Regions from separate parts of the Mus musculus genome. Here regions 1, 2, 3, 4 and 6 are each linked to region 5. Evidence: chromatin contacts called from public Hi-C, HiCAR-type and promoter capture Hi-C data. All regions are on one chromosome and are shown on one strand. Each heading gives the region's core, a stretch centred on a gene start, on an enhancer-like site or on the middle of the called end of the contact. The rest is flanking DNA. Distances are from core to core; before and after follow the strand shown.

What was found. Promoter capture Hi-C pulls out the DNA fragments that hold promoters and counts their contacts. A called contact is a pair of places that touch in the nucleus more often than the background predicts. HiCAR-type assays count read pairs that join an accessible place to other places.
Region 1: a HiCAR-type map of embryonic stem cells shows a contact between it and region 5, with 4 times the contacts expected there. The contact joins the promoter of Hikeshi here to the promoter of Fzd4 in region 5. A contact is called at or near these places in 2 of 39 promoter capture datasets (liver and pre-B cells), 1 of 484 Hi-C or Micro-C datasets (embryonic stem cells), 4 of 115 datasets of contacts at active chromatin or transcription factors (embryonic stem cells, extraembryonic endoderm stem cells, fibro-adipogenic progenitors and 1 more) and 1 of 9 other capture datasets (adipose tissue).
Region 2: a Hi-C map of uterus shows a contact between it and region 5, with 4 times the contacts expected there. The contact joins the promoter of Eed here to the promoter of Fzd4 in region 5. A contact is called at or near these places in 5 of 484 Hi-C or Micro-C datasets (the HL-1 cell line, cardiomyocytes, embryonic stem cells and 1 more), 4 of 115 datasets of contacts at active chromatin or transcription factors (astrocytes, stem cell-derived neural progenitor cells and trophoblast stem cells) and 2 of 9 other capture datasets (adipose tissue and liver).
Region 3: a Hi-C map of cardiomyocytes shows a contact between it and region 5, with 5 times the contacts expected there. The contact joins the promoter of 2310010J17Rik here to the promoter of Fzd4 in region 5. A contact is called at or near these places in 3 of 39 promoter capture datasets (liver and pre-B cells), 4 of 484 Hi-C or Micro-C datasets (LSK cells, cardiomyocytes, cerebral cortex and 1 more) and 2 of 115 datasets of contacts at active chromatin or transcription factors (astrocytes and neural progenitor cells).
Region 4: a contact with region 5 is called in a promoter capture Hi-C map of liver, with 3 times the contacts expected there. The contact joins the promoter of E230029C05Rik here to the promoter of Fzd4 in region 5. A contact is called at or near these places in 2 of 39 promoter capture datasets (liver and pre-B cells), 1 of 484 Hi-C or Micro-C datasets (embryonic stem cells), 1 of 115 datasets of contacts at active chromatin or transcription factors (pancreatic cancer cells) and 1 of 9 other capture datasets (liver).
Region 6: a promoter capture Hi-C map of neural stem cells shows a contact between it and region 5. The contact joins the promoter of Rab38 here to the promoter of Fzd4 in region 5. A contact is called at or near these places in 2 of 39 promoter capture datasets (embryonic stem cells and neural stem cells).

Annotation. Positions count from the first base shown.
Region 1 is chr7:89,939,895-89,942,594 of GRCm38.p6, reverse strand. Hikeshi (heat shock protein nuclear import factor) reads left to right here and starts at 1,391. Exons shown (of 5, transcript NM_026304.3): 1 at 1,391-1,626. The coding sequence starts at 1,597.
Region 2 is chr7:89,979,644-89,982,343 of GRCm38.p6, reverse strand. It overlaps Eed (embryonic ectoderm development), which reads left to right and starts at 1,368. Exons shown (of 12, transcript NM_021876.3): 1 at 1,368-1,932. The coding sequence starts at 1,819. RefSeq lists cis regulatory regions at 891-898, 1,094-1,101, an enhancer at 1,073-1,109 and a promoter at 1-1,532.
Region 3 is chr7:90,128,576-90,131,275 of GRCm38.p6, reverse strand. 2310010J17Rik (RIKEN cDNA 2310010J17 gene) reads left to right here and starts at 1,340. Exons shown (of 3, transcript NR_046007.1): 1 at 1,340-1,404. It overlaps Picalm (phosphatidylinositol binding clathrin assembly protein), which reads right to left and starts at 1,063. Exons shown (of 20, transcript NM_001360867.1): 1 at 574-1,063. The coding sequence starts at 703.
Region 4 is chr7:90,027,901-90,030,600 of GRCm38.p6, reverse strand. It overlaps E230029C05Rik (RIKEN cDNA E230029C05 gene), which reads right to left and starts at 1,442. Exons shown (of 6, transcript NR_110365.1): 1 at 1,374-1,442.
Region 5 is chr7:89,403,071-89,405,770 of GRCm38.p6, reverse strand. Fzd4 (frizzled class receptor 4) reads right to left here and starts at 1,405. Exons shown (of 2, transcript NM_008055.4): 1 at 800-1,405. The coding sequence starts at 1,084. It also overlaps a transcript of Tmem135 not described here.
Region 6 is chr7:88,429,021-88,431,720 of GRCm38.p6, reverse strand. It overlaps Rab38 (RAB38, member RAS oncogene family), which reads right to left and starts at 1,448. Exons shown (of 3, transcript NM_028238.7): 1 at 1,118-1,448. The coding sequence starts at 1,319.

The sequences.
Region 1 (2,700 bases), core at 142-2,641, 540 kb before region 5:
CAGTCAGTTATGGGGCTGTGTGTGTGTGTAATGCCAGCCCTCGGGAGGTGGAGGAGAAGGATCAGGAATCCAGTATTATCCTCGACTACACAGCACGGTCCAGGCTAGTCTAAATTATGCAAAACCTTGTCTATTTAAAAAACAAACAAACAGAGAGACAAATAAATGAATAAAAACAAACAAACAAACACCAATCCCAAAAGATGAGCAGCAGTGTCACACACTTTTTTATTTTTTGGCTTTTTGAGACAGGGTTTCTCCGTGTAGCCTTGGCTGTCCTGGAACTCACTTTGTAGACCAGGCTGGCCTCGAACTCAGAAATCTGCCTGCCTCTGCCTCCCATGTGTGGGATTAAAGGTGTGCGCCACCACGCCCAGCTAGTATCAGATACTTTTAATTGTAGCATTTAGCAGGTAGAGGGAAGCAGATCTGAGTTTGATGCCAGTCTGGTCTAGAGTGAGTTCCAGAACAGCTCAGGCTACATCGAGAAACCCTGTCTTGGAAAACAACTCCCCAAAGTGAGAAAACTTAGATTATTATTTTTTTTAAAAGGCATTTTTACAACAAAACTCCCTAAGCAGCACCAGACCCTATTCTTAGTGGCAGTTATCAATTAATTCATCATTTAATCCTTCCAGCAACCCAATAGGTCTATTTGTCTCAGTTTGCAGATGATTGACTGATGAAGCTGTTATATAGCTTGCCTACAGTTGTACAGCACATTAGTTGGGGCGGGGAGGAAGCACAAGTGAAGCACTACAAGAAATATAAGCAAGAACACAACTACGTGTTAAAACTAGTATTTAGTGGGGAAAAGGACTTCTGGACCTCTATAGCTTTAGTGGTCCACGCCTATAATTCCAGCAATTGGAGGCTGAGAAAGGAGTGCACAAGTTCGAGGTCTACCTGGGCTAGGTAATAAGACACTGCCATAAAAATGAGATAAAAATATATTAACATTTTTGATATAATGTTTGTCAGGAAGAATGCAGTAAGTTGGTTGCAACTTGAATTTACGCTCCAAAAATCAATTTTTCAAGCTTCCGGGCAGGTTATGCCGAACCAATTGCCCTCCGTATAAAACGGAGATAATATTTATCCCATTAAGCTTTTGAAAGGAGAGGCTGGGTGAAACGATTCTGGCAAAGGCGTATTGTTACTCCTAAAATGTTACACAACCGCCAGAAAGGTCTTCTCCCAGCACCACCTTTAGAAACTTTGACTCACACAGGCACGGAAATCATGTACTATCAGTAGTAACTTTCAAATTCTCCCGGCTCGCCCTCTGGGAGGCTGGCGCACTGCACTATGGGATTTGTAGTCTTAGCGCGATACCAGCTCCTCCTTACTACCTTAGAAGGAGGAAATGGGTGTAATGACCCGGAAGTACTCGTTCCGGAGAGGCGTGCAAGTTAGGAAGGAAGGGTCAGAGGTCGCCGGCCCAGATGCGTTCCTGTGTTGTTATGTAGTGGAGGGTCACGTTCCTTCCTGCAAATTCTGGAAGGTTCTTGAGTTCAATTAGGACAGTGGCTGCGGAATTCCTGGTGTCCGGCCTGAGGTGCCCGCTGGCCTAGCAGAGGCGCCGAGGGCGCTGCCATGTTTGGCTGCCTGGTGGCGGGGAGGCTGGTGAGGATGGCCCGGGCGGTGGCAGGAAGGGGTCGGTGACTGAGAGCTGGGTGGTGGCACGGTGCACGGCGCTTGGAACGCGGGGAAACCTGGTCATTGTGCTTTTTTTCCTGGGCGTGTGCGACGGACGGGCAATGGGACGCTGGCCCCACTCTTAGCTGTGTTTGCGAGGCTGTCAGGATGTGACTGCATTTTGTTGAGTGCGGATTTTGTTCCACCTGCTGGGTTGAGTGCTGTAGTTACTTGTTAATTTCAGCCTTCTGTACGGCATTTCGCCGTAACCGTGGTAACTCGTGAGCTAGTCTTTCTCTCTTTGCTGTTCAGGAACGTACACTCAGTAGATAGTGTAGTAATTACTCTTGTAAATTGATAATGCTACTTAGAAGTAAAGCTGAGATTTGTAATCTAAAGCTAAGTGGTTTTCGGAAAAATTCAATTTTCCGGACAATGAAGGTGTTTTGTTTTGTTTTTCCTTTTTGGTGTCTTTGGAAGGCCCCCCCCCCCCTTTCAGAAGTTTACCGACCCAGTTTAAAATACAATAATTGCAAGTTGCTTAATAGAAATGACTGAAATTTAGGTGTGAGCCGTACCTGTGATAACTAAAGGATTCGAGTACAATGCTTTCTTTTTGGTCAGAGAGATGCCCTTGCTTAGCCAGAGCCTTAGAATGAAATGAAATGAAATGAGTGCGGGAGTGGTTGAGGAGTAACCAGAGTGAATCTTGTTTGCTCTTTAGAAACCAGCGATGTATCCGTCTTGAGACGTGACTCCTTTCTCTTTAGAGCTATTCTTGTTTTGTTTCTCCTTGTTTTGTTAAATACTGCAACCTCTTTGTTAAATTGTGCCTCACGTGTGGTAAGCGAGAGCTCCACGCCTCCGTTTTCACCAGCTTTTGATAATGTATTCTATACACGCTGCTCTTAAGAAAAACACGTGGTTCCAAGAAACCATGGACTTCTGTCTGCAGTGAATGGGAGGCTCCTGTGGAGGTGAGGTAGTGCTAACCCTGGTCAATAGCTTTTGGAATGTCCCAGTAGGAGCTCTGGGGTTTGGAAGATGAAAGAAACAATTTGA
Region 2 (2,700 bases), core at 119-2,618, 580 kb before region 5:
ATGGCTTAACAATACACCCACCAAATCCACAAGGCTCACAAATTTATTATTTGTCTGTCAAGATTGTACCTGAGGGGACAAGTGAGCTGGCTCAGTGGTTAAGGCTGGCTACAGGCTGGCTACAGGCTGGCTACAGACTGGCTACAGGCTGGCTCGCAAACGTTAGTGACTCCAGTCCCAGGGATCCAACATCCTCTGACTTTGTGTACCAGTACAGACATGTGGGGCACAGACATACACACACTCATACACACATTTTTTTTAATCTAAAAATGAAAAATTAAAGAGTTTTTAATGATACGGGCAAATTTAGTTACCTTTCCCTATATTAAAAAATTGCCTTTTACCTAAGTCTCACAAACTCATGCAGTTGCTCACAGTGACTTATAGGTCTTGTCAGTTTCCTAGAGCCTCAGCTTTCAACAGCTAAAACGAACACTTAAGACTATGAATTATGACAATTCAGAACCATGTAATTTTTATTTATTTATTTTTGGAAAGAGGGTCTATAACGAAGCCCAGGCTGTCCTGGAACTCCTCGTGTAGACCAAACCAGTGTGTAGCTCTAACACACTGCAATCGACCTGCCTCTGACACCCTAGTGCTGGAATAAAAGGCATGCCCCCATACTCTGTCCGATCCATACAATTAAAAAAATTTTTTTTCAAACAGGTTTTTAGTAAATAGCCTTGATTGGCTCGGAACTTGCTATGTCGACCAGGATGATCTAAAGATTGAGGCGAGCAGGCAGTACTTCCGTTGTTGCCCTTCCGATGTTGGATTACTAGAATGTATCATGCATCACAAGGTATTTTTACTTAAGTCTAAATATGTAATTTAAAATACAGGCTTACTTAAGCCAATAGTGGCACCAACCGGTTGAATATAACCAATCATTGTAATAAGTATTTATTAGATAAAATATCTGCCCAGAACGGAGGCGTGTCCGTAGGCACTGATTTGGTACCGTTTTGAAATCCTCCCCGAAGCTTCAGAAACCGGTGGAAAGACTACCTGGTTCAGCAGACAGAACCGAGGGGAGGAGGGGCCAGGAGGCGGCCTGTCGTCTCCGTAACCCAGCGCGAGAATACGCCTCAGCGCATGCGCACCTGCAGGTGGGACCCGTCCATGTGCCCGATGGGGGAGGCGAGCAGGGAACAGCCTATAGATTTTGAATCTCTCCCTTCAAAAAAAGAATCTAGGCTGTGAGAAGTTCCGTAAACACTAACTCGAAGTTGTTCTCCCGAGCTCCGCATCAGGGACCGTAGACACAGACCCCCTAAAACAAGAGGTGACTTCTCTTTCCTCCCCCCTCCCTCGGGAGCAGTGGTGGGCCGATCCAGGCCACAGACTTTCGTTCGTTTGCAGCGGGTCGGAGATCGAAGGATTGAGCCAATTGCGGATGAAACGTCTTGGCCAGGAAGGGGGTGAGGGAGCAGCCCTTTGAGTTCCGCCTCGTCTCTAGGCGCTGGTGGGGAAGGGGGACGTAGGAAACCCCTGCCCTCTGAGCCAGCAGATCCGACGCCTCGGTGCAAAGTGTCGAGAGGGCGGCGGGAAAACCGCCCGCCCGGACCAAGGGACGGGAAGCAGCCGGGAAGCCGTGCGGGAGGGCGCGCGCGTGCGCGCCCCTTTTTCAGCAGTGTGGCGGGGTCGCACGCACGCCCGCCTCGGCGGCTGGGCGCGATTTGCGACAGTGGGGGGGGCGGCGGCGGTGGCGGCGCCGGCAGCTTTGCGGCAGGCTCGGGCCGGGCGTGCTTGACGGCGGTGTGGCGGAGGCCCCGCCCGAGGCGGCAAGAACCTGGAGGGAGGCGGAGGAACATGTCCGAGAGGGAAGTGTCGACTGCGCCGGCGGGAACAGACATGCCCGCGGCCAAGAAGCAGAAGTTGAGCAGCGACGAGAACAGCAACCCGGACCTCTCGGGAGACGAAAATGTGAGTGCAGCCCCGCCTGTCCCGGGACTGTGGAGTAGAAGTTTCAGGTTCTTTGGTAACTGCGGTCGGGGCCGGCGGGCGGGCGGCCGTGGGGGGAGGGAAAGGTGTCACCCGCGCTCAGGAGAACGCAGGCGTGCGGGGAAGTCCGGTTTGGCTGGGGCTTTCGAGCTGGGACTGCGGCAGATAGCAAGCAGAAAGTTGTCGAGGAGCGGATTAAAGGTCCCAAAGGGTCTGCGAGGTCCGCTCAGATCGTCCCTGCGTGGGAGACGGAGTTTGTGCCTTTGGGGGCTTGACGCTGATTGCGAATCTGAGATTGTACTTACTGGTTTAAAAGGCATGCTCGAGGTAAGAGGTTCAGTTTTCCCCAGGAAAGTTGGTACGAAGGGTCCTCGTAAGGATCCGAGGGGCTGTGTCACTGTAGAGCACTACGGGATCTTCAGGATGGAAAGTATAGATCTCTGGCTTGGGTTTACGTGACCGTGCGGTTATGTATGCCCCTTTCCATGGAAGTGCGGTGTGCCTTCGTGTCGACTTTTTTGTGGAAGGAGTAGAATCGAGAAGATCGTAGAGGGGGAGCCACCTTTGATTAAGGCAAAGGAGGGAACAGTTTGAAAGTTTTTGCTTAATGTAAAGGGATTGGAAGATTTCAGGCCACCGTGGTAAATTCTGTACTTGAGCCAAGTGTGAAGATTAAGGGAAGTCGGTGCTTAGAGAAATGCCGCCCCGTAAAAAAAAAAAAAAAAAAAAAAAAAAAAAAAAAATACTATG
Region 3 (2,700 bases), core at 91-2,590, 730 kb before region 5:
GAAATGGGAGGAGGGGAAAAACACTTCAAGAGCTGAGAAGTGACAGAAATCTGGTCCCACCAAGCAGAGTTAGTACGGAAATACGAAAAAAAAAAAAAAAAAAAAAAAGAAAGGAAAGGGAATTTTAAAAAGCTAATGGAACAATGGGGCGGTGAGCCTGAGTCCTGGAGACATTAGCCGGGGAATCACTGAGCGGACGGCTGCTAGGAGGTACGGGACGGGTGGGATGGAAGGGCAAAAGGGGCTGCAGTAGCTGGGAGAGGAGTCTGAGTGAGGAGCTGGGTGGGAGGCAAGTTGGTGGAGCGCGATGGGCTTGGTGGTGCCGGGGGCTAGGAGGCGAGGGTCTCAGGGGATCTCTGGGGGCGCAATGGATTGTCACATTTTTTTTCTCTCTTTTGAGAGAAGAGCAGAGGCCGTTAAAGGCAGGTGTGATGGGAGCAGAAAAGAACACACAGCTCGACCAGGCACAGGAGCCATCGTGCAGATAAGACGCAGGGAGGGAAGAGGCAGCCCAAGAGAGAGAGGAGGACGATGGAGAGGGGTCGGGAGAGGATGCGGGGGGTCTTCACTCACAGTCCAGGTGCTTTTTCTTGGGGCCCATGATCTCGTGGGTCGTGGCCTTGCATACTGTCTTAGATACCGCGGAGCCAGTGACACTGTGCTGGGCCGCGGTGATTCGGTCCGTCAGGCTCTGGCCAGACATCTCTGCGGCTCGTCCGCCACCCCTTCCGCTCCGCAGCCGGCGGGGCCTGGGACCCCCAAGCGCCCGAGGGTCCCCACCCCCCACCGCACCCCCTACCCCCACCGGCTCCCCGCCCGCCTGCCGGCCTGGGGCGGGGCTCAGGGCCGCGCGCCGCCACCCGCTCCGAGAGCCCCGGCTCGCGTGTTCCCCCGGCGGGCTCCCACACCAAGTCGGGGCCACTCCCGGGTCCCGCGCCTCAGCCTCGGCCCACCCCTTCCCTGGTCAGCTGGAGCCCGACCGGGTAAGAGGGCCAGGCAGCTGCAGGAAAATGGCGGCGCCAGGCTCCTCCTCGGAGCTTTCCGGGCTGCCCCTAGGTCACGTGACTCGGGTTCCGCCCCCTGCTCGCTTCCTCCCGCCCCTTCTCCCTTCCCTTTCCTCTCCGGCGCGCCCCCCTCCCTCGCTCCGGCGAGGGAAGAGCGGGGCGGCGCCCGCGCGCTACGTGGTGGAACCCGCCCGGCGGGCGCAACAGGAGGCCCGCCCGCGGGGGACGGCGCGGCCCGCCGCGTCACGTGACGCGCCCTGCCAACAGGTCGCCCGAGGCAGGGCCCCGCGTGTCGTAGGGGGGCGGGGGGGAGGGGCGGCCCGCTGCGCCCCTCTTTCACCCCGGAGGCGAGGACGCCCGCCCTCGTGTCAGAGGCTGACGCCGTGGGCTTGACAAAGAGGTGAGGCAGCTGCTGCCTGTGCGTAGTTTTCACCCCGAACTGGAGGTGCCTGGGCTCCGGGGCTTCGCCTCGCTCAATTTGGCGCCGACCCCACGGCCCTCCTCCTGCCTTAAAGAAAACGGCTCCAGCCAGTCTCTTTCTGAGCCTACACACAGGCCTCTTCAAATGCACCCCGCTCTCCCTTTTAGTAACAGGGCTTTGGGGCTTTTTTTTTTTTTTTCACCCCCTCGTCTTCTTTGAGAGTGTTGGAAACGTCACCTAGTTTTGTTTATCTCGACTTACTAAGAGTCGCCACGTTCCTGCCAGTCTAAATTTAGATAGAAGCCAGCCCGGTATTCATTCTCTGCGGTGTCAAATACGACAGGAAACACATAGCTTCAGTGGAATTTGAAAAGGGAAGTAGTAGGGTGATGTCAACAGTGATTAACTTGACCCTACAAGGCTGACAACCAGCGAGATTAAAGGTCCACACCATAGAAGGAAGTGAGACAGCTCGGTAAAAGGAGAAGTCCCATTCAGAGTCAGACATCAGTACCTGCGATCTCCCCTGGTTTAGCCTTTCTTCCCTTTGGCCTCTTTTCTCCTCTTGTGTGAGCCAGATTTCCATGGAAAGATATTGACTCTGCCCTGTAGGCATTTTAGACCAGTATTACATCCCGAGACTTAGATCTATGAAATCCAGAAGATCTATGAACAAAGCCTTTTTAAATGTTACTAGTGCTCCACATTTAACTCAAGAGTTAGGGATAAATTTTAAATTCTCTGTGAATGTTAAGTTACCATCATGGTTCTATGTAATCTTGCTAGTTTCAAATGAGATTCGAGCGTACTCAAAATCTGTGTACACCATCTGCCAACCAAATCTAGAATATTGCGCTTAAATCTGTTAACTCTCAACGGATGAAAAGCTAATAGATGTTTAAAATTGTGTGTGGTATGAGGAATTCTGTGGTCTCTTCACATTCCCTTTCTATCTCACACGCCATTCTGAAGCACGGTGATTTTGGCAAGAACTCACAATTCTTATTAAGGCTGCAGGTTTCATTCTTGTCACACCAGCTTGAGAATTCACAAAACTGTAAAACTCCCTTTGGTGCATCTGCATTCCATTTGTAATTTGGTACCCTGTGTTTATCAGGCAGTGGAATGACCGGGAATTTTTGTTTGGTTGGTTTTTGTCTGTGGTGTGTACTCATGTATGCATGTTCACGTGACCCACATGTGTGTGCAAGTTTTAATCCATTATAATTTCTTTTATTCTCAAACTATTCTACTAATTTCTTAGCTAATTTCTTT
Region 4 (2,700 bases), core at 193-2,692, 620 kb before region 5:
CTTCCTTTGCTCCCCCCAAGTTTTGACAATGGCAAAACTTAATGACTGAGCCTGCTGCTTTTGGCTATTTTAGCTGTATGTGTATACTCAGAACCTGCACTTAAATAATAGCCCAGCCAGGGACTGCTAATATGATCTCCCTAAGACCTGATTCCTCAAAGATAAAACAGGAATGAAAAATATTCGCCTCCCAGAGCCACTGTGGGGATTAACTGGGGAGAGTTCCTGGTACTGCCAGCATGTTGGCCACTTGCAGGCTGAGGCAGTTCACATAATCTGCGGGGTGGGGGATGATTCTCTTCCCCACTTTGGCGAGAGGTTTGATGAAGCGGCAGAGGAGTTACAGAAAGAAAATGTCTTCCAGGAAAGCAGAGTCCCAGAGGATGTGCCAAAAATGCAAGACTATTGTAGAGAAGGAGAAGCAGACAGAGGTTTCGTGAGCAATGAGACCCCCTCAACACCGTCCCCAGAGGTAGAACTGAGAGCCCCACTCCTGGGTTGAAGCGATGCTTTTCAATCCTACGAGACTGATTACAAAAACAGCTGCCCCGGCTCCAGGAAGGTTGTCTCTGCTCTTTATAAGGAAAAGATGACGTGCCCAGATGCTGGCCAGGGCAGGCCCCCTTTTCCATCAGGATCTCGGAAAGGTTGAGAACGGAATGTCCACTAAGCAGACATTGTCACACGCTGTCCCTACAACATCTGAGATATGTGCAGGACAGAAGATTGAGGGGCACGGGTGGGGAGCAGCTCCCTGCCCTGTCTGAATAATAAACACAATATCTGAGGGGAATGTGCCACAGGCTGAAGAAATTTAATAAAGGCCAGATCCAGACATAAACACACTGTGTGGCTTGCAACAGACAGTGAAGTGTGTGCCGTGTGAATTGAGTTCTCCTTTCCGAGAGTCCTTGATATAATTTAGGAGCCGCTTCTTGCCAATAAGCCATGATGCTCCCTGCCACTCTGGCCGTCTGCGTAAATTCTGATCATTTGCTCCTGACCCAGCTATCTACTGAGTACTTCACATCCCAGGCATTGGAGGGAGACGTGGACTCTCTGGTCTCATTCTAAGAAAGGAGAGGAAGTTGCTTTGTAAAAACCCAGGCTCTTCCTTTTGCACATCATTTGTGGGAAAGGGTATCTGCCTCTCTTAGCTGCATATGGAGAAAATAATTTCATGCAGAGAAGCTTGGTTCTGGCGTTTGCCAAGCGCCTCATCCATCTGGGGGCAAGCCCAAGACTGCAAGCCGCGCGGAGCAGCAGAACACGTTGCTATGGTAACTTGGCACCACACACCTTTGATCCTTTATGTCAGCCTCCTTCCCAGTCCCCCAACCCAAACCTGCACATTCCCTTTATAAGCAGCATACCTTCTCAGAAGATGGACAGCTTTTCTTCATTCTTACACAGCCAGTTATAAAGACATGTTATAAGGCACTTGGACAAAGGGGTAGTGCTTCCTTTTAAAGGTCAAGGCTCGGCTGGTTTTACTTCCTGATACACAGCCGTGACTGAGACCCATGTTAGCTTATCTTCTATAGAAGACTTAACTTTCAAATCCCTTTCATACATTAGTGGACTTTATCACCATGCTGTTTTAACCTCAGGCTTAAACAACCCTAAAAGACAAGAAAATGAGCCCATTAAACATTCTGTGCCCAGAAGCACCCATGTAAGGTAGAGCTAATTTTCCTGCTTTGCAAATGGGAAAATAGTATGAAACGGTCAGTGAGCAGTGGCAAGAGGAACGGTGAACGGGTGAGATGGGTCCGTGGATAAAGGTGCTTGCTAAGCCTAATGACCTGAGTTTGATGCTTGGGACCTGCATCATGAACTTCTGAACTTTGTTCTCTGACCTCAACAGGCATGCTATGGCATGCATGCACCTTTGCATACAAATAAATATAAAAATATTTCTTTTGAAAAAGATGAGGAAGCCGGGCGTGGTGGCGCACGCCTTTAATCCCAGCACTCGGGAGGCAGAGGCAGGTGAATCTCTTGAGTTCGAGGCCAGCCTGGTCTACAAAGTGAGTTCCAGGACAGCCAGGGCTATACAGAGAAACCCTGTCTCGAAAAACCAAAAAAAAAAAAAAAAAAAAAGAAAAAGAAAAAGATGAGGAACGGAACCAGGTTTCTGAACTCCAAATTTTATGCACTGCTCTTATATCTCACCTGATGTTCAGTCGCTTTCAGCCTTCATTATTTTACAAATAATAATAATAATAACAATAACAACAATAATAATACAGATGCATTCAAAGCAACAGCCAGGTTGTGTTTTTCTTTCTTCCTTTCTTTCTTCCTTTCTTTTCTGTCTGTGTGTATGTCTGTCTGTCTTTCTTTTTGGTTTGTGAGACAGGGTTTCTCTGTGTAGCCCTGGCTGTCCTAGAACTTGCTTTGTAGACTAGACTAGTCTCAAACTCACAGAGATCTGCCTGACCCTGTACCCCGCATGCTTTGGTTTCTTAAAAATAGCTTTATCAGCCAGGCTTGGTGGCACAAACTCCAGCACCAAGAAAGAAGAGGGCATCTACCCATTGAGCCAGCACTGCTGGGACATGTTGGTAATCCCAGCACTAGGGAGACAGGCAAGAGGATCTCCAAAATTTCCATGTCAGCATGAGTGACATAGTGAGTTTGAGGCAAGCCTGGGTGACTTAGCAAGCCTCTGGCTCAAAAAAAAAAAAAAAAAAAAAA
Region 5 (2,700 bases), core at 156-2,655:
AGCTGTATAAGAGAAATTATAACTATGTTATATATGCAAATTACTTTTCACTTATTATTGTAGGAAGAACTTCTATATCATTACACATTACCAAAGTTTTAACATCTTAATGACTGTTAAGAAAAGGAGGGAAAAAAAGAAAAGGAAAAAAGAAGTTTTCAAATATGCACACTACCTTCCTGGAGCCTTTTCAGTCCTTCCAAAAATTAAACCTGCCTCCAACGTTAAGGACAAGAAAGAACTCGGGCCAACCTAACCACTCTTTCCTGTATGACCTCTAAAAAGTGCAGGACGACGGCGGGGCATTCTGCAGAAAACAGACAGCGATGTTTTATTTGGTAACCTACACCCAAAAATACAGGCAAAAGGGAGGTCGATGAGCGACCTGGAAGGGCGAAGTTCTGTCTCCTTATCACTCCTTCCAAGATTTAGGTGCAACCCGCTGCCCTGCCAGGACTCGCCCACCAAGCAGCGGCTGCCGGAATCCTTGGCAAAGATAGCCCTCAACTCCACTGGGGTTAGGGGCTTGGCCAGACATGGGCAGGGGAGAAAAACGGAAGGGCGGGGTGTAAGAATAGGTTCTTTCGCGGGCCAGATGACTTACACAACGTTTTGGCTTCCAGTCTCCAAGAGGGACAGAAAAGTGGGGGGTGGGGTGCGGGTTGGAAATCACTTTCTCAGGAGTTGTACCCTCAAGTTAGGAAGGGACCAGGAGGCTCGATCTGTCAGGGATTCCAAGGAAGGAGTTTGGGAGTCTCTGTCTACCGAGTCCTCCGGGGATGGGGGTAGGGGCACCCACCTGCAGCTGGCTGGAGCAGCCGTACTGGATGAGCGGCGTGAAAGTTGTCAGCTGCAGCTCGGCGTCTGTCTGCAGCTCGTGTCCCACTAAGTTGGGCATCTTGGTCACGTTGTAGCCGAGGTTCTGGCACATGGCGATGCGGATGGGGTCGCAGCGCCGCTCCTCCTCGTCCCCGAACCCCAGTGTCGGCCGCAGGAGCAGGAGGAACTGCAGCAGCAGCCCCAGCCTGAGCCCGACGCCTCCAGGCGCCCCCCGGCTGCTCGGCCCTGTGCCCGGCCAGGCCATGGCCAGAGCTGCGGGCAGCAGCGGCAGAGGCTGATCTAGCAGACACCCCCAGTTTGCACAGGGGCGCCGGTGGCCGCGCTGCTCCCAACTCCGGATAGGGAATGCGGTAAGGCGCCAAGGGCGACAAGGGGGCAGCAGTCGCCTCTCCAGCAGTTGTACGAGAATGTGCGGGATATCAGACGTCCGGAGCCCGGGCCGAGGGATGGACTGCTAGGGTCATGGCTGCAGGCGGCGATCCCAGAACTCGGCGCCGGCCGAGTCCGGCTTTTCGGCGAAGCCCGCCTGCACTCTACGCCGCGCTGTTCTCACCGCCCCAGCGCTCTGTGGCGCTGGAGGTTCGCAGGGCGGGGGCGGGGCGGGACGGACAACGCGACTGTCCAATGAAAGCCCCCCCTGGTCAGAGGGGGCGGGAAGGGGCGGGGCTCCTCTCCTGCTGTAAGGGTCAGGCCCCCGCCCGCGGCTTGATCCTCTCTCCCTTGCTCGCTCCAGAGGCGCCCCGCCCCGCTTGGCTTCCCGGCGCTCGGCGTCCTCCCACCCGGATCCATTGCACGCTGTGGCCAGGCGGCGATGGAGCCCCGTGGCTCCTGCCCAGCCAACCTGCTCTTCTCTTTCAGGTGAGACGTGCTCCCACATCTATGCCCCTTTCACGTCCTTCCCCTTACAGCTGTCACCTCCGGCCCCGTGGCCACCTCTGTATCAAGCAAAATAATGAACACAAAGAACACGGTATTTGGGGTTTACACAGATTGTGGCTTTAAATCCTGGCTGTGTGACCTTGAGCAAATTGCCCAACCTCTCCGCGTCAGGTTCCTCATCCGTAAAGTGACTTGGGAGGATTAGCGATAAAGCCTGAAAGGCTTAGAGCTGGTGCCTGGTACAGTTCGCAGAAAATTTCACCTCTAGCCAGTGGGGCTGGCGCCCGCCCCCCGGCCCCGCCCCGCACTCGGCGCGACCTGCGCCGGGAGCAGCCGGTCTGCAGTCGCCGTGGGGGAGGCGCTCCGGAGCAACAGAGCAGCCGATGGGCTCGCGCTCCGATTTCCTCACCGTACGAAATGAAATTCCACAGGGGGATTCGAAAGGAAATGAGGCCGGGACGCTCCGTGCTTCTCGGCCCGCCGCCCTTCCTGTCTCGGGGACACGGTTTCTAAATAAGGTTGGGAGGGTAAGAGCGCGGGAGGGAAGAGGCTTGACCTGTGCACTCGAAGCGAGGAAGGCGCACAAGCCCCAAGGACGCCCCTTCCCAGACCCGGGACACCCTTCCCCTGCATCCTGCACTTTTTTCGTTCCCATTCTTGCTCTCCGTGGCACTCTGGGGGTCGGCAGATGTTCCCACCCGTGTTCCAATCCAGCTTCTCTCTTCTTCACCCACAAAGAAAGGACTCTGTATTGGGTCCACCCTCTCTCTGCTTCCCATTTGGCCAGTGGAACTCTCAGCAGGTGATTTCCCAAACCATGTACTTGTTACTTGCTGAGACTAAAAGGAGCCTCCAACTGGCCACGCAGTAGGCCAGTTTCTGAGTGAAGTCCATCCATGCTCTCCTGTCACATAGCGGTTCTCAGTACCGGAGTAGTGTAGATCATCTAGCACAGTGACCGATGAATAATGCTCTATAATA
Region 6 (2,700 bases), core at 199-2,698, 970 kb after region 5:
TTAGCATCTAGAATGCTAGGCATGCCCAGGTTACAAGCAGCCAGGTAGGACCCAGTATTGAGCACTAACTATAGCCTGCCTCAGTCTTTATTGTGGCTAGGAGCTGGTAGAAGCTGTTAGTCAAACTCTGATTTCATACTTTAGATTTCTCAAAAAATACACCAAGATCAAATCAAGGAATCTTAAAGCAAACGACATTAACATCACCATAACCCCGACCCTTGCCTCTAGGGAGGCAGAGGCAAGTGGGTCTCTATGAGGTCAAGGTCAGCTTGATATAGGTTAGCAGAGTTACATGACGGGACCCTGTCTCCGTTTTGTTTTTGTTTTTGTGGTTTTTTTTTTAATGTTTTCCTAAAAAACATACACAGTCTCCTGTTTGAAATGGAAAGTGAAGAAGAGATAGCCAAGGATGGAGGGAGACGGAAGAGAGATGGGGAAGAGGGGAGTGGAGTGAGAAGAGATAGTTCGTTCTAGATGTATACAAATTTAGCATCTCAAATTTTTCTGACTGAAGAGGCCAATAAGCAAGGAGATGATAGTAGTGAGATTTGAAAGAAACTAAATTCCTAAGATAATCCTGCTCCTTCTTAAATTTCCTAGGGGCTTCCCCTCTAAACACGAAGGATGAAAGCCACGTGAGATACTCTGGGCCAAGTCGCGGCTACCTGTGTCCAGAAAAGGACTAGAATGAAACAAGAATGCGACTACAATCTCCTTGTGAGTCCAGGCGACAGCCTTCTCTGCACCCAAGAATCCCAGGAGAAAGTGGTTCGCTTTCTCACAGCCAGTGAGAGCCAGCGAAGTTATCTAGAAGTTACAGGTAGAGTGGGGACGACTCCAACAGAAACAACAGCAAAAGAAAAAAAAAAAAAAAAAAAAGGAAAGAAAGAAAAGAAAACACTTCCATTTCTTTGAAATCAGGTTTCCAAGCCATTAAGCCAAACTTTCCAAGAGTGGAGCGCCCAGGCGATCCGGATCTCCTGCTTGATTGCACTCAAGGGTCCCGGGACTGGAACCGACTGAAAAGTCATTTTCCACTCCCCGAACCTTCACCCCCGAACTCCTCACTGGCTCACTCCACCCTCACCCGTTGCGCGCTGCTCTGATCGCTCACCAGCAATGTCCCAGAGCTGCAAGCGCACCACCGTCTCTGGGTCCCAGTGGAGCACCTTCAGCGCGAAGTCCACACCAATGGTGGCCCGGTAGTGCGAGGAGAAGTTTTGGTGCACATAGCGCTTGATAATGCTGGTCTTGCCCACACCCAGGTCGCCGATCACCAGCAGCTTGTACAGGTGCTCCTTGTGAGGTGTCTGCATCCTGGAGGCCCGCGGGTCTTGCGGAGCCTGGAGCTTGCTCTGGGAAGCACAGCCGGGGCTGGGCACCGACGGAGACCGGAGCTCTATGTGGGCGCTTAGGCTAGGCGTGCTGGCGCAGGATAGGGAGCTGGTGCGGAACTCCTCCCCCGGGTTTAATCCTCCTTCCTACTCTGCGGACTCCAGAGTGGGAGGAGACAAGAGCAACTCCTGGGACTGGAAGCTAAAGGACCCGGGACCCCAGTGCTACTGCCTGTCAAGCTGGTATTTGCACAGTGCTTTACTCCTTTCACAGAGATTTTTCTCTCGCCTCCCGTCCATGACACAAACTTATGTGGATTTTGTTTTCCACGTTCTGCCGGGGAGAGAACTGAGTGTCGAAAAATACCCAGGTCTTCTGAGGCTATTAAGCCCTGTTGCCACCCACACAGTGTTGTAAAGTTGGGGAGACCTTGAGAAACAGCAAAGCAGTAGACTTAGGTCTTCTCTGGCCCTTAGAGTTGAAAGAATTTAGGCAAACCCTTTAATCTCCTTTTGCCTGGGCTTCTATAAAGTGGTAATGCTATCTCTTAGCGCCTATTCAACTGTTAATGACCTAAAGTAGAGGCCACCTGAGAGGAAATGCTAAGGGCTTACTTTTCTTTCAGCCTCCACTCCTATCCTAAATTCTCCAAGCTGAACAACACACAAGTGGTCTTATCATTGTAAGTAGCGGCAGATGTTTATAAATCTTCTCATACACACCATTTAGTCATCCTGGAAGTCTTAAAAGTATCATTATTTTTCCTTTTACAAGTGAGGAGTCCCACTTTAGAAATGTAAAGAAAACGCCTATTTCAAATCCAGGTCTTCTTCGGTTTCAACGCCTTCTTTCTTTCTTTCTTCCTTTCTTTCTTTCTTTCTTTCTTTCTTTTTCTTTTTCTTTTTCTTTTTTTTTTTTGGGGGGGGGAGGGAAGCCATGGTTTTATTTTTATTATTGATTGATTGATTGATTGTGGTTTTTTTTTTATTAGGTATTTTCCTCGTTTACATTTCCACTGCTATCCCAAAAGTCCCCCATACCCCCCCCCCCAATCCCCTACCCACCCACTCCCGCTTTTTGGCCCTGGCGTTCCCCTGTACTGGGGCATATAAAGTTTGCAAGTCCAAAGGGCCTCTCTTTCCAGTGATGGCTGACTAGGCCATCTTTTGATACATATGCAGCTAGAGACAAGAGCTCCAGGGTTCTGGTTAGTTCATATTGTTGTTCCACATATAGGGTTTCAGTTCTCTTTAGCTCCTTGGGTACTTTCTCTAGCTCCTCCATTGGGGGCCGTGTGACCCATCCAATAGCTGACTGTGAACATCCACTTCTGCGTTTGCTAGGCCCCTGCATAGTTTCACA